3 separate regions of the Mus musculus genome follow, and all the other regions are linked to region 3. The links are chromatin contacts, called in public HiChIP or PLAC-seq maps. All regions are on one chromosome and are shown on one strand. Each heading gives the region's core, a stretch centred on a gene start, on an enhancer-like site or on the middle of the called end of the contact. The rest is flanking DNA. Distances are from core to core; before and after follow the strand shown. Region 1 has its middle 19 kb from the start of Vegfa. Region 2 has its middle 35 kb from the start of Vegfa. Region 3 overlaps F630040K05Rik (RIKEN cDNA F630040K05 gene).

Region 1 (3,970 bases), core at 659-3,158, 250 kb after region 3:
CTGGGGACAGGTGAGGGAGGAGGGAGGGACTGGAAGGAGAGGAGGAAGGGGAAACTGCAGTCTAGACATAATATATAAGAGAAGAATAAATAGGTAGGTAGGTAGGTAGGTAGGTAGGTAGGTAGGTAGGTAGGTGGACGGACAGACGGACAGACAGACAGACAGACAGACAGACAGACAGACAGACAGACAGACAGACAGACAGATAGATAGATAGATAGATAGATAGATAGATAGACAGATAGATAGACAGATAGATAGACAGATGGATAGACAGATGGATAGATAGACAGATAGATAGACAGACAGACAGATAATCAGGTAATCTTTGGATCCAGCCCTTCCATCCTGGAGAGGAAGACCCATGCCCAGCTTTGCTCCTAAAGATGCTCTTGCTCAATCCAAATTCTTTCCCATCGGAATCACTTCTGTTCTTCCCCCACATCCCCACTGTCCATTCTCCCCCAAGCTGTCTTTGTCTTGCATTTCCCAAGTCCAGGCAGATTATAAATATTTACTGTTTCCTCTCCTGGCCACACGTAATCCCCATCCTGACAGATAACGTCCTGTGGACGCAGCTGAACAATCTCGCAGTGACTGAAGGCAGCCTGGTGGGGCCTTCCGAGGGTTGCTTTGCTTAGCCTTCATCTTTCGGCTAGCATAAGCAAAGGCTGCTAGATCCCATGAGTTCTCTTTCAGTACCAAGGCACAGCACACTTGGCCAGCCCTCAAAGTGCTGGAGTATGGATAGGAAAGATCCGCAGCCTCTTCCTGAAGCTTGCTCGGTCTTTTCTCCCTGGCTCTTCTCATCCTCGGCCTGTAGGTGAGACCCGTGTTCTTTTGGATAGACATCACTAGAGCCATTACACTCTTCATTCAAGAAACATGAGCAACACCGTGTGCTCCCTGCAGCCCCTAACTTAGCTTGCCACTGTAGTTTTGGGCAGACAGTAGCTTTACTAGACTGGTTCCCTGGGACTAAAGAACCCCAGTAAATTCACTTACGTCTGGGCCCTCTGCTTGGGGAGGTAGGAGCACTGGAGGTCTGTAACCCTTTCTCCCCTTCCTTCTCCCTCTCCTGTCTCCTGGCAGGGGAGTTGAACTCCCTTCCAAGAGAGTGAAATCAGACAGCATGATGGCTGCGGAAACCGAGTCCCGGAAATGCTAAACTTTTCCTTCTGATGTTAACATTCTTCCCCTGGAAGCCATCACAGATGGAAAGAGTAAGGTTGACTGGCTGGTGTTAAGAGCCACAACATGAAGCGAAAGGAAGAATTCCAGATATGTCACCATGACAATCCTAATAGGTGGTGTGTGCCCAGGGTCACCTGTTACTGCTGGAGTCAACCACCCATCTTATGGGAGAAGCTGTGAGAAGAAAATGAGTGGACCCAGTGGCTTCTTGAAGAAGGAAAAGACTCTAAAGCACTGGCTTTCAACCTATGGGTCACAATCTCCTTGTGGTCCCGTATCAGATGTCCTGCACACCAGATATTTATCCTACATTGCGATTCATAACTATAGCAAAGTTACAGATAGGAAGTAGCAGTGAAATAATTTTATGGTTGGAGGTCACCACAACATGAGGAACCATATTAAAGAGCTGAAGCATTGGGGAGGTTGAGAACCAGTGAACTAAACTTTGGAGTCTGGAGGCTTTTGTGAGCCGTGACTGTTTAAGAGCCTTTTGGGGGGAAAAAAAAAGAAGAAAACATAGAGACAGAGTCCAGGGTAGGGTAGGTCTTAGCCTCGATCTGTGGGCCCCACGGGATCCTGCACATACAGACAGGAGAAAGCATTTTATTTTTTCTCCATCGTCTATTTCAAGACTGTTCCTCTTGTCCAAGGCCGCGTGTTGCAACCTCTTGCGTGCTTAGGTTTCCGATCTTCAACTGACGAGCCCCAGCCCCTGGAGACGTTGCTCGACTAGCCTTACCGTGCATAGGGAAGTTGGATTTGGGCCCTGGGTTTGGCTACCTCTACATCCTTCCCCTGTCCCACTTTCCCCGGCCTGTTTGTATTCAGTCTAGACGCCTCGATTTTATTTGTTGGTGTCCTGCCCTAGCCCGGGGCAGCTGTGGTGGGTGGGAAGAGCACTTGAGTCGGAGTCAAGAAAACTGGCTTAAATTCTCACCAGGCTGTTTACAGGCTGTGTAGAAATTCAGGCAAACTATTTACCTTCTCTGGGCCCCAAGTCTCTCCTCTGCTAAGCAATTAGTAACAAGCTCTATCACTAGGGCGGTTAAAGGAGACAATATGGCCTCAGGGAAGAGACCATCGCTTCCAGTCCCTACTACCCCTGCTAGACCCCCACCTATCCAGCCAGTCCTCATGGACCTCTCCTGGGACTCTACAGACACCTCACTGCCACAGTCTTGAGATGAAGACTCCACTTTCAAACCTGTGTGTGTGTGTGTGTGTGTGTGTGTGTGTGTGTGTGTGTGTGTGTCTGTGTCTGTGTCTGTGTCTGTGTCTGTGTGTGTGTGTGTGTGTGTGTGTGTGTGTGTGTGTGTGTGTGTGTTGGCAAAGAAAAGACGACCCAGGCATGAATGTATATCAAGCTCCTAAGATGTGGTCACTACTAATTCTGACATGTGATAAGTATGAACTGCATACTGAGGCAGCCAGGCATGATGGCCCACGCCTTTAATCCAGTGCTTGGGAGACAGAGGTAGATGAATCTTTATGAGTTCAAGGCCAACCCGGTCTACATAGTGAGTTCCAGGACAGACAAAGCTACATATGAACTCTCTCTCTAAAAATAGCCAACAAGAAGTAAACAAACAAACAAACAAACAAAACAAAAACAAAAACACACCAACAACAACAAAATACATACCAAGACCAAGTGTGGTGCCATAAAGCTTTTGATCCCACCACTCAGCAGGCAGAGGCAGGCAGATCTCTGTGAGTTCAAATCTAGCCTGGTCTTCAGAGTGAGTTCTAGGCTAACTGGAGCAGCAATGAGACCTTGTCTCAAAAAAAAAAAATTGTGGCCCTAATAATTTCTCACTAATAATTTCCATTTTAACAAAAGGTTTAGGTGACATTTCACATACGTGAGGCTAAATAACGCATAAAGTGAATATGCATTTTACCTGTTTCTTTTAAAATCTGGCTTCTAGAGAAATTTAAGTGTATGGCCTGGGAATCTGGCTTATTCTTAGCACTCATGAAATGCTGGGTTTAATTTCCCAACACCAGATCAAACCAGCAAATAACTTACATGTGGCCCTTGTGCTATTTCTATTGGCTGACACTGTTGCTGACTAAGCAAGAAGATAGCAGAACAGCAGGCCCTGGGAAGGATGTGGAGAGCTGAGCTTGGTAGCACACGCCGTTAATCCCAGCACTCAGGAGACAGAGGCAGGCAGATTTCTGTGAGTTCAAGGCCAGCCTGGTCTACAGTTCCAGGACAACTACATAGTGAGATCTTGGATCAAAAGGAGGAGGAAGAGGAGGAGATGGCTCAATAAATAAAAATCTTGCCATAAAACAACGACCTAAGCTTAGAACTCACGACATAAAAAGCCAAGCACAGAGGCTAGTACCTGTAGTTCCCAAGCTAGGAAGGTGGACACAGTGAACCCCCTGGGGCTCGCTGGCCAGCCAGTCTAGCCAAACCAGTGAGCCCCAGGTTCAGTGAGAGACTCTGGGAAATACAGTGGAGAGCAATTGAAGAGACATCTAACGTTGGCCGCTGGCTTCCACACATGCCTGTGAACATATACTGCACGCGATTAAAAAGGGGAGAGCCAAAGGCAGAGTCGGGTTGGTCTTATGTGTCGTGGTCAAGAGGAGCCTCCTTGAGAAAGGAACGAGACTTAAAGGTTTTGAAAGCTGAACACCTGAGGTGGGATGGGGTGTGCCAAGCAGAGGGACCACCTGTGCAAAGGCCCCCAGAGAAGACTCTGAGGAACACTATGGGGAAACCATACACCCAAGCTGAGAATCCTGTGAGCTATTGCAG
Region 2 (4,235 bases), core at 504-3,003, 230 kb after region 3:
AGAATACACAAGTGACTGTCAACTGGTTTTGATGACCAAGTCTGTACAGAAAGAAATCCCAGGTCTGAGATGTGGTGTGTGGGATTGACCAAAGAGGTAGGAGCTAAGCTCTTTCACCAAAAAAGTGAATCATCTTGTAAGAACAACCGACCACAGCCCACCCCTGCCTCTTTTGTCCAGATCCCATAGTCTGGTAAGCATCCAACAGTGTGCAGGTACCAGGGCAAGCATTAGTGGGCAACATGGAGAATTAGAAGACTCTGTCTCTCACTGGCTTGAACACAACCATCTGAAATCATCTGAGAGGATCAGTAAAGAAATCAAGATCATATCAACAAAACAATGGGAATGCAGATATGTAGACAGTAGGGAAGACGTTTTCTCAAGGGGATTCCCAGAGGAGGAGAGCTCTCAACCATAGAACCCAGAATACCACTCCCACCTATCCATTTATTCACTCAAATATTTACCTAACCATCATCCATCATCATCAACCCATCCAACTACCTACCAGTCTGCCCAGCTACCCAGCTACTCATCCTCCCAACCTTCCATCTTTCTGGCCATCTTCCTAGCCACCCATCTACCCCTCCATCCAACCATCTACCTACACCTATCCATTCATCCTTTCATCTGTCCAACTACCCATCATCCATTCATCTATCCATTCATCTACCGGCCCACCAACCATCAATCCATCTATCCTCACTCATCTATCTGTCCAACAATTCAAACACCCATGAATCTACCCGCAAATCCATCCATCATACCACTTACCCAACCATTCATCTATCCTTCCAAACACCCAGCCATTCATATATCTGCTCATCTACTGACCTATTTAACCATCAGTCCAGCCATCCCTCTATCTATCTATTCATCCATTCATCTACCACCCATCCAATCTGCCACTCAACAGATTCACTTTTCGTCTTTCCACCAACCAACCCATCCAGCCATGCATACATCCACCCATCTACCCACTCACACAACTCATTTACCCTTCCAACCAACCAACCAACCAATCTTCACCTACCTATCTATTCACCCATCAATCCAAACACCCATCTGTCCATATCTACCTACTCATCCAACCATCCATCACCACCTGCTCATCCCACTAACCCAGAGAGCCATTCATGTATGTATCCACAAACACGCACCCACCCCTCTACTTATTTATTTGCACCCAACCACCCACCTATCTATGATCCATCCATTCCTCCATCCAGTGAAACAAACATTATGAAAAGACAGGCCCTGAGAATATGTTGGCAAATGAACACCATCTTTCTCTCAGCGTCCCTTGGGCTTTACTGGATAGCCAGCATCTAAGCTCAGGTGGCCATGCAATCTGAGATAATACCTGAAAACTATATCTCACCAGTCAGAAATAGTAATGAGGAATGCCTCAAGATGGTCAGTCTTACAGGATCTGCCCCAACCCAAACACACCCCAAAATCTGCCAGCATCGCTTCTCCCGGAACAACAAGTGCTGGGGATGCGGAGGGAGGGAGGAAGGAGCTTGCGTGAAGCAGAAGACACCTGGAAGGTAGACAAGGTTAATGGTGACCTGTTGTTTTTCTAGGCTCTTAGTGACCTCACCTTTGACCAACAATTTCCTGGCACTCACTCAGTCTGCCAAAGGGGAAGGGGGTTGGCGGCGGCGGCAAAGAGACTCCAAGAGGAAGGTAAACAGCAGGTGAGGCCAAAGGTGGCCTTAGAAGACAAGGGGCACATTCCAAAAAGTCTCCCAGGCCTGAGGCCTGCAGTAAAGCCCAAAGTCCAGTGGAGAACACACACCTGCACTGCAGTCGTAGACAGTGCTATAAATACTCCGTTGTTCAGGGATTACCCACCCAGAGGATGCCTTCCCCTTGGAGAATGTCTCTCCCTCCCCCAACCCCCATCCCTTCCCCAGTTCTCACTCCAGCAACCCCAAGAGCCCCTAGTGCAGCAGGTCTGTGAGCAGCTGAGGAGTCTGACATGGACACCATCGTTTCTCTCAGCACCCACAGCCTGCTTTAGAGTCAGCACAACCTACTGACAGGAGCCACCTCGGCACCCCTCATAGGGAGGAAGAGTGGAGGCGGCAGCCAGCCTCGGTGGGTTGTCATCCTGCTGGACTCTTCAAAGGGAAGGCCTGGGATCCCTCAGCCAACAGTGTGCCTCTGCTCTCCCTGCTGCACACGGGCATCACGGCCTGCGGAGTCACCATAGAACAGAGGTGCACAGGCCTACCAAATGGCCGTAACATTCACGTCGTAAAGGCAGCCAGATCTTCCTGCAGGTCACCCCCCCTCCTTGTAAGGGATGAAGACCCACAGGGACATGAAAACACGGAGAACTGGGGCCTGTCTCTGCTCACCCTCATCTCTTTGATTACTCTTCTTATGGGGTCAGCCTAGCCTGCTACATATGAGCTCTTCAGTATTGGGGGACACACATCCCTTAGGGATCCCATGAAAACTAAAGACATCATCCCCAAAAAATATGTTCATTCGTATACTGATGAGACCACAGACGGTCTCAGGGCTCTGTGTGTTCCAGGCCAAACAGCTGAAAGAGAGAGACAGAGAGAGAGAGAGAGAGAGAGAGAGAGAGAGAGAGAGAGAGAGAGAGAGAGTTGTCGCAATCATTCAGTTATGCTTCTAGGGTATTATAGACTGAACTTCCAAACCTAACCTTACCCAGAATCTTCCAGAGCCCTCTCCCCGAGGCTCTAGAAGAAATAAGCAGGTGACCTGAACCTTCCTGGAAAAGTCCTTTTTGCTACTTGCCCCTCCCCCACCCACCCCCAGCCTTTCTCCTCCTTCTCAACTGCTGCCCACAGCTGGGTCCGGAGCTGGTCTTTGAAAGTCAAACAGAATCGTAGAGAGCATCTGTACATCTCTTTATCTTTTCTGACAAGAACCGTAAATGGAGTTAGGTATGCTGACTTGCTTAAAGTCTCTGAGATAATCAGAACAGCAGCCAGGTGGCCTGTCCTGACTCCATCCCAGGAAGTGTGCAATTGGCCTACTGTGCATCCCTGCAGTGCCTCACTAGGGAGAGAAGGGGCCACCAGGGCTAAGTGAGCTTTAATTACATTGGCCGAGCATGCCGAATAGCCTTGGAGTTAAGAGTGCAAACAAGGTCACCAAGGTCCTGATTATGTAAGACGCTGTGAATCTCCAGAAACTCTGATGCAGAGTTGGAGCATTCATTCATTCGTTCAATCAATCAATGATTACTGAGCCCCACCCCATGGGGACAAACAGTCAGGACAATCACCCAGACAAGCTTCCTGCCGCCCAGAAATCCCAAAGGAAGAAAGACAAATCAAGCCTTGCTAGAGATAAATACCACAGGGAGAGTGACTGAGAACTTAGTGATGTCGTATTCTTAAAAGAAGATTTATTCTCTTCCCACTGTACCTCAGTGTGTGTGTGTGTGTGTGTGTGTGTGTGTGTGTGTGAGAGAGAGAGAGAGAGAGAGAGAGAGAGAGAGAGAGAGAGAGAGGTGTGCAGGTGTCCACAGAAGCTAAAAGAGACATTGGTTCTCCTGGAGCTGGAGTTACAGGCAGTTTTAAGCTGCCTGATGTGGGTGCTGGAAACAGAACTCAGGACTTCTGGAAAAGCGGTAAGGTCTCTCTCCAGCCCCTGGTGGTGCCATACTGTGGGGATGAGGATGCACAAGGAAGGTCTCTTTTAACTCCTTCTAAAAAGAACAGAACACAATAAACAAAACAAAGAAAAGCTGGGTGATGGTGATGACGGTGCCAATCCCAGCACAGGTATTAAAGGGACAGGGGCGGGGATGGGGCAAAGGCAGGGGGGCAGGCAGATCTCTGTGAGTTCAAGGCCAGCCTGGCCTACAGAGCTAGTTCCAGGACAGCACACAAAGAAATCCTGTCTCAAGATACCAAATAAATACATAAATACAAACGTAAGTACGTACGTTAGTAAGTAAGCAAGAGTATAGAGGCGGTATCCATGCAAAAGTGTGGAGGCAGAATGTTCCAGAAGAAAAGAATAACAAGTTCAAAGTCCCTAAGGCAGATAGATGTGAAACTGATTTGTTCCAGGAAGCAGAGCTGCGCATGGGCAGGGAGTGAGGGGCCCTCAAGCAGGGCAAGGCGAAGGCAAGGGTGAGGGTGGGCTGGCCTGGCCGTGTGACAGATGAAGGCTGGCTCTGTGCTAAGTGAGAGAGGAACCAAATCTCTGGAAGTTTGGAAAAGGCAGGTTTGGAGTAT
Region 3 (3,770 bases), core at 1,069-3,568:
GGTGGAGAGCAGGTTGGGAAGGAGTCTGAGCTGCCCCAGGGCCACCCAGAACAGGGAGGAACCTTGTGAGCCAGCATGGTAGCACTGCTAGCCTGTGGGGCCCAGTAGGGGGTGTGTGTGCTTCAAGTTCCCGAGAGGAATGGCTGGTCTTCTTTCTAAGTTCAGGGGTCATAGCCATGTGGGGTGGCCCTGCTCTGTGCGCGCGAGAGTGCTCGTGCGTGCATGAACAGTCACAAGAATGCATACACTCTCATATGTGTGTTCATGTGCCGTTCATTTGTCTTTTTTTTTCTGTTCATGAAATATGGCCTTATGTAGTCCAGGCTAGCCTCCTTGAAGCTGGGGCTATCCTTGGATTTCTAATTTTTCTGTGTCACCTCCCCAGTGCTGGGATTACAAGTGTGTACCGCCATGACCAGTGCATATGTATTACTGGGAATTGAACCCAAGGCTTTTGTGCATGCTAACAAAGCATGCTATCAGGCAACTGAGCTCCATCACCAGCCCTCATTGGTCCTTCAAGAGTAAAAGAACTCGTGGTTCCCATTGTCTTTTTTGAAGGCCTAGAGAGGGAAACAGCCTGCCTTAAACTGAGCTCAGTGCATGAGAAGGGCAGATGCCACCAGGAATAGGTAGAGCTGGTGTCATAGCTGAAGGACAGGTAGGCTGAGCCCTGTACTGACCAAGCAACCTGCAGAGGGTGGGGGCGACTGAGGGAGCCTGGCTTTGGGGGTCAGCTTTGTCCTGTTAGATGGAGGGACGGACACCAGAGGTTTGGGGACTTTCCTTCGTCTCACTTCTACCTGAGGGGTGGGGGAAGGTAGAAAGGCTAGAATGCTGGTTGGCAGGGCTTGAGTTCAGGCAGTCCTGGGAACCTTGCCTGAAGTGCCTGAGACAGAACAGCCATGAAGGCTGGCCTGACCAGGCTAGCCAAGGGGCAGGAGCAGGGCATTTTTCATTCATATTCCTGCCTCTGCATGGCAGCCCACATTGCCACCCCTGTTCCTGGGCTCCCAGCCTGATCCCAGGCTCTGCCTGCCCCTTGGCAGCCACCACCCAGCCTATCCACCCAGATACTTTCGAATTCCCATGCTTCTAACCGCTCCCTGGCCCCTGTGGGGTAGGTGTGCTGAAAGAGGCTCAGGCACAATGTGGATGTGTACATGTAAAACATATGTAGTACGTATGTGCCTATCTATGTACCTGAGTGTGTCTTGATGTGCATAGAAAGTGCACGTGAGCATGTGTTTGTGTGTGCATGGTTGTGTCTACGAGTCTGTGTATATGCATGAATGTAAAGTGAGTCTACATGAGTGTGTGTGTGTGTGTGTGTGTAGGTATAGGTTGTGTAGGTGTGAGAATATATGCACAACAGCTCATGTGAGTGAATGAGTGTAAGGGTGTATACCAAGGTGCATATGAGCCCATGTGAGTGTTTGAGGGGGTGGGGTAATGAGGAGTCAAATCTGCCCCCTCAACCCCCCCCCTGCCCGTTTTGAAAGGCACATGCTCCTTTTTTGGGGAGGAGGTCACATGCCAGTACTTCTTAGGACAGATCTTGTAAACTGAAGTTCCCCATTCCCATGGCTCGAATCCATGACCTGGATTAGGAGTGCAAGATAACAGCCATGCATTTTGGGGGGACCTCCTTCTCATCGAGCTGTGGGAGTGTCCAGAGTGCCCCAACTTGACCGTGGAGAGTGGAGCAGAGCTGAGGAGGGCTGCCGCTGATTCCAGGAGAATGGACCCCGTCATCGCTGAGGCTCCACTGGGAAGCTGGAGACTGGGAGGTCCTTTGGACAGTTTTTACTGTTCCCAGCCTCAGGCCTGGCCTGGATTTCCCTTGAGGGGACAGCGGGAGGGAACCGCAGGACTGGATTGGTTTATTCAATGAAGTAGCAACATCAGTGTGTTTCCTGCCAGCTTTTCTTCCCGCCTCACTTTCTTCTCAGAGAATAGAAACACCCAGGAGGGGTTTTCTTTCTCACTGGCAAGCCAGAGTGGGGGTGGCTGGGGCCCTGCTATTGGCCCAGGCCCTTGTCATTACAGGCACACCCCTTGGACTTGAGCCAACTCCAACTTCAGCAAAGGAGAGCAACTGTATTAGCAGCTTCCTGCCCAGCCCAGGGCTCTCACTGGGAGAGGCCCCATGACCTCTGCTTGAAAGGCCAAGGCTTTCTAAAGAGGCAGGTCAGTCCTGATCTCAGACTCTTGTTCCCGACTCTCTCTGGTCCCAGCTAGGTCTTGAAGTCACAATAGCAATAGGGCTCAGGGGGAGCAATATTATGCCAGGTTCAAATCCTGGTTCAGCCACGTGGTATTGAGCCACTTGGTACTGATAACTTCTCTGGTGCCTCCCACCTGTGACTAGGATATCCATAGGACTGACGTCATAGCTTTCGTTTTCTGTTTTTTTTCTTTCTGAGAGTCAATGAATTCTTGTTTGTTTGACCCTTGAACTTGACCTCAATCTGTATGAGTGGTTGTTAAACACTTGTCACTTCCCCAGGTATGAGCGGCTGAGGTGGAGGTTGCTGGAGGAGGGGCTGTCCGTCCGATTACCTGCTCATCCCCTGCTCTAAGCTCCACCCCCAAACCCAGAAGCCTCTGCCTTTTGACTTTCTTCTTCAACCTCTAAGTCCCATCCCGCCAGGCAGGTGGACGGCTCCGCCTTCATCTCAGACCAGTGATTGAGGAGGCTCCTCATTTCAGTCCCCCCCCCCCCCCCCCCCCCCCGTGGCTACAGTAGCCACTCCCAGGGCACCCCATATGGCCGGCCTCTCTCCAGTGCCTTGTAGCTCCCAGCTGCCCCAGGAAGGAAGTGGATGTTCTGTCCACTGGGCTGTGGCCTCAGGCTTTTGTTTGAGGCTAGAAGGGTTCATTCATGTAAACTCACACACCTTCCTGAAGCTATAGGTCTGATCAGGTTCGGGCCTCCCACACTGGGCTAGGGACTTTGTAGAGACTTCTCTTGCCTTCCAGGGACCTTCATCTCCCCCTCATTCTGGTTCTCTGCTCCTAAGACCTGTATCCTACCTGTGCTCTAAAATCGAGCCCCATCTTGACTCCCACTGGCAGTGCTATGAGGCCAAACTGGGAGGTTCAGCCACCCACATGTCCCAGAGGGTGCCTCATGGCCTTGGCTGCCTCTGTATAGCCTACCTCTCTGACTCCAGCACCTCCACTGGAGCTGCAGGCAGATGTATGACAGCCTTGTCATGAATGCTCAGGTCCTGCAAGAAGCCTGGCACGGCTGCTGCTGCTGCTGCTGCTGCTTCTGCTTCTTCTTCTTCTTCTTCTTCTTCTTCTTCTTCTTCTTCTTCTTCTTCTTCTCCTTCTCCTTCTCCTTCTCCTTCTCCTTCTCCTTCTCCTTCTCCTTCTCCTTCTCCTTCTCCTTCTCCTTCTCCTTCTCCTTCTCCTCCTCCTCCTCCTCCTCCTCCTCCTCCTTCTCCTTCCTCCCTCTACCCCTCCTTCTTCCTCCTCCCTCCTCCCCCTCCTTCCTCCTCCTCTTCTTCATGTTTTTTTTAAAGATTTATTTATTTTATGTATGTGAGTACACTGTCACTATCTTCAGACACACCAGAAGAGGGCATTGGATCCCATTACAGATGGTTGTGAGCCACCATGTGCTTGCTGGGACTTGAACTCAGGTCTGAGAAGTTAGCACTCTTAACTGCTGAGCCATCTTTCTAGTCCCAGGAGGCCTGGTTTGATGTCAAGAAGTCCATTTCAACTTTCTTCCCTAGCATGTCACATCTACTCTGTGTCCT

Evidence for each region. HiChIP or PLAC-seq counts read pairs in DNA pulled down with a chosen protein or histone mark.
Region 1: a contact with region 3 is called in an H3K27ac HiChIP or PLAC-seq map of acute myeloid leukemia, with 3 times the contacts expected there. The contact joins two enhancer-like sites. A contact is called at or near these places in 9 of 39 promoter capture datasets (the SN4741 cell line, embryonic stem cells, frontonasal cranial neural crest and 3 more), 1 of 15 datasets of contacts at CTCF or cohesin (the NIH/3T3 cell line), 4 of 484 Hi-C or Micro-C datasets (the 3T3-L1 cell line, bone marrow-derived macrophages and nephron progenitors), 17 of 115 datasets of contacts at active chromatin or transcription factors (acute myeloid leukemia, bone marrow-derived macrophages, craniofacial prominence and 11 more) and 3 of 9 other capture datasets (adipose tissue, embryonic stem cells and liver).
Region 2: a contact with region 3 is called in an H3K27ac HiChIP or PLAC-seq map of embryonic stem cells, with 6 read pairs. The contact joins two enhancer-like sites. A contact is called at or near these places in 3 of 484 Hi-C or Micro-C datasets (bone marrow-derived macrophages, liver and nephron progenitors), 3 of 115 datasets of contacts at active chromatin or transcription factors (embryonic basal ganglia, embryonic stem cells and pancreatic cancer cells) and 1 of 9 other capture datasets (embryonic stem cells).

What each region holds. Positions count from the first base shown.
Region 1 is chr17:46,011,848-46,015,817 of GRCm38.p6, forward strand. No RefSeq gene overlaps it. Among named protein-coding and RNA genes, the nearest start is that of Vegfa, 19 kb to the right of the region's middle. Within about 2 kb of position 1,909, at least 31 of the 459 cell types and tissues checked have an H3K27ac peak or open chromatin away from gene starts, as enhancers often do. A contact at or near this core is called in acute myeloid leukemia, where this site is marked.
Region 2 is chr17:45,995,453-45,999,687 of GRCm38.p6, forward strand. No RefSeq gene overlaps it. Among named protein-coding and RNA genes, the nearest start is that of Vegfa, 35 kb to the right of the region's middle. Within about 2 kb of position 1,754, at least 23 of the 459 cell types and tissues checked have an H3K27ac peak or open chromatin away from gene starts, as enhancers often do. A contact at or near this core is called in embryonic stem cells and liver, where this site is marked.
Region 3 is chr17:45,765,118-45,768,887 of GRCm38.p6, forward strand. The region is part of intron 2 of F630040K05Rik (RIKEN cDNA F630040K05 gene); the gene reads left to right. Among named protein-coding and RNA genes, the nearest start is that of Gm46607, 22 kb to the right of the region's middle. Within about 2 kb of position 2,319, at least 230 of the 459 cell types and tissues checked have an H3K27ac peak or open chromatin away from gene starts, as enhancers often do. A contact at or near this core is called in acute myeloid leukemia, embryonic stem cells and liver, where this site is marked.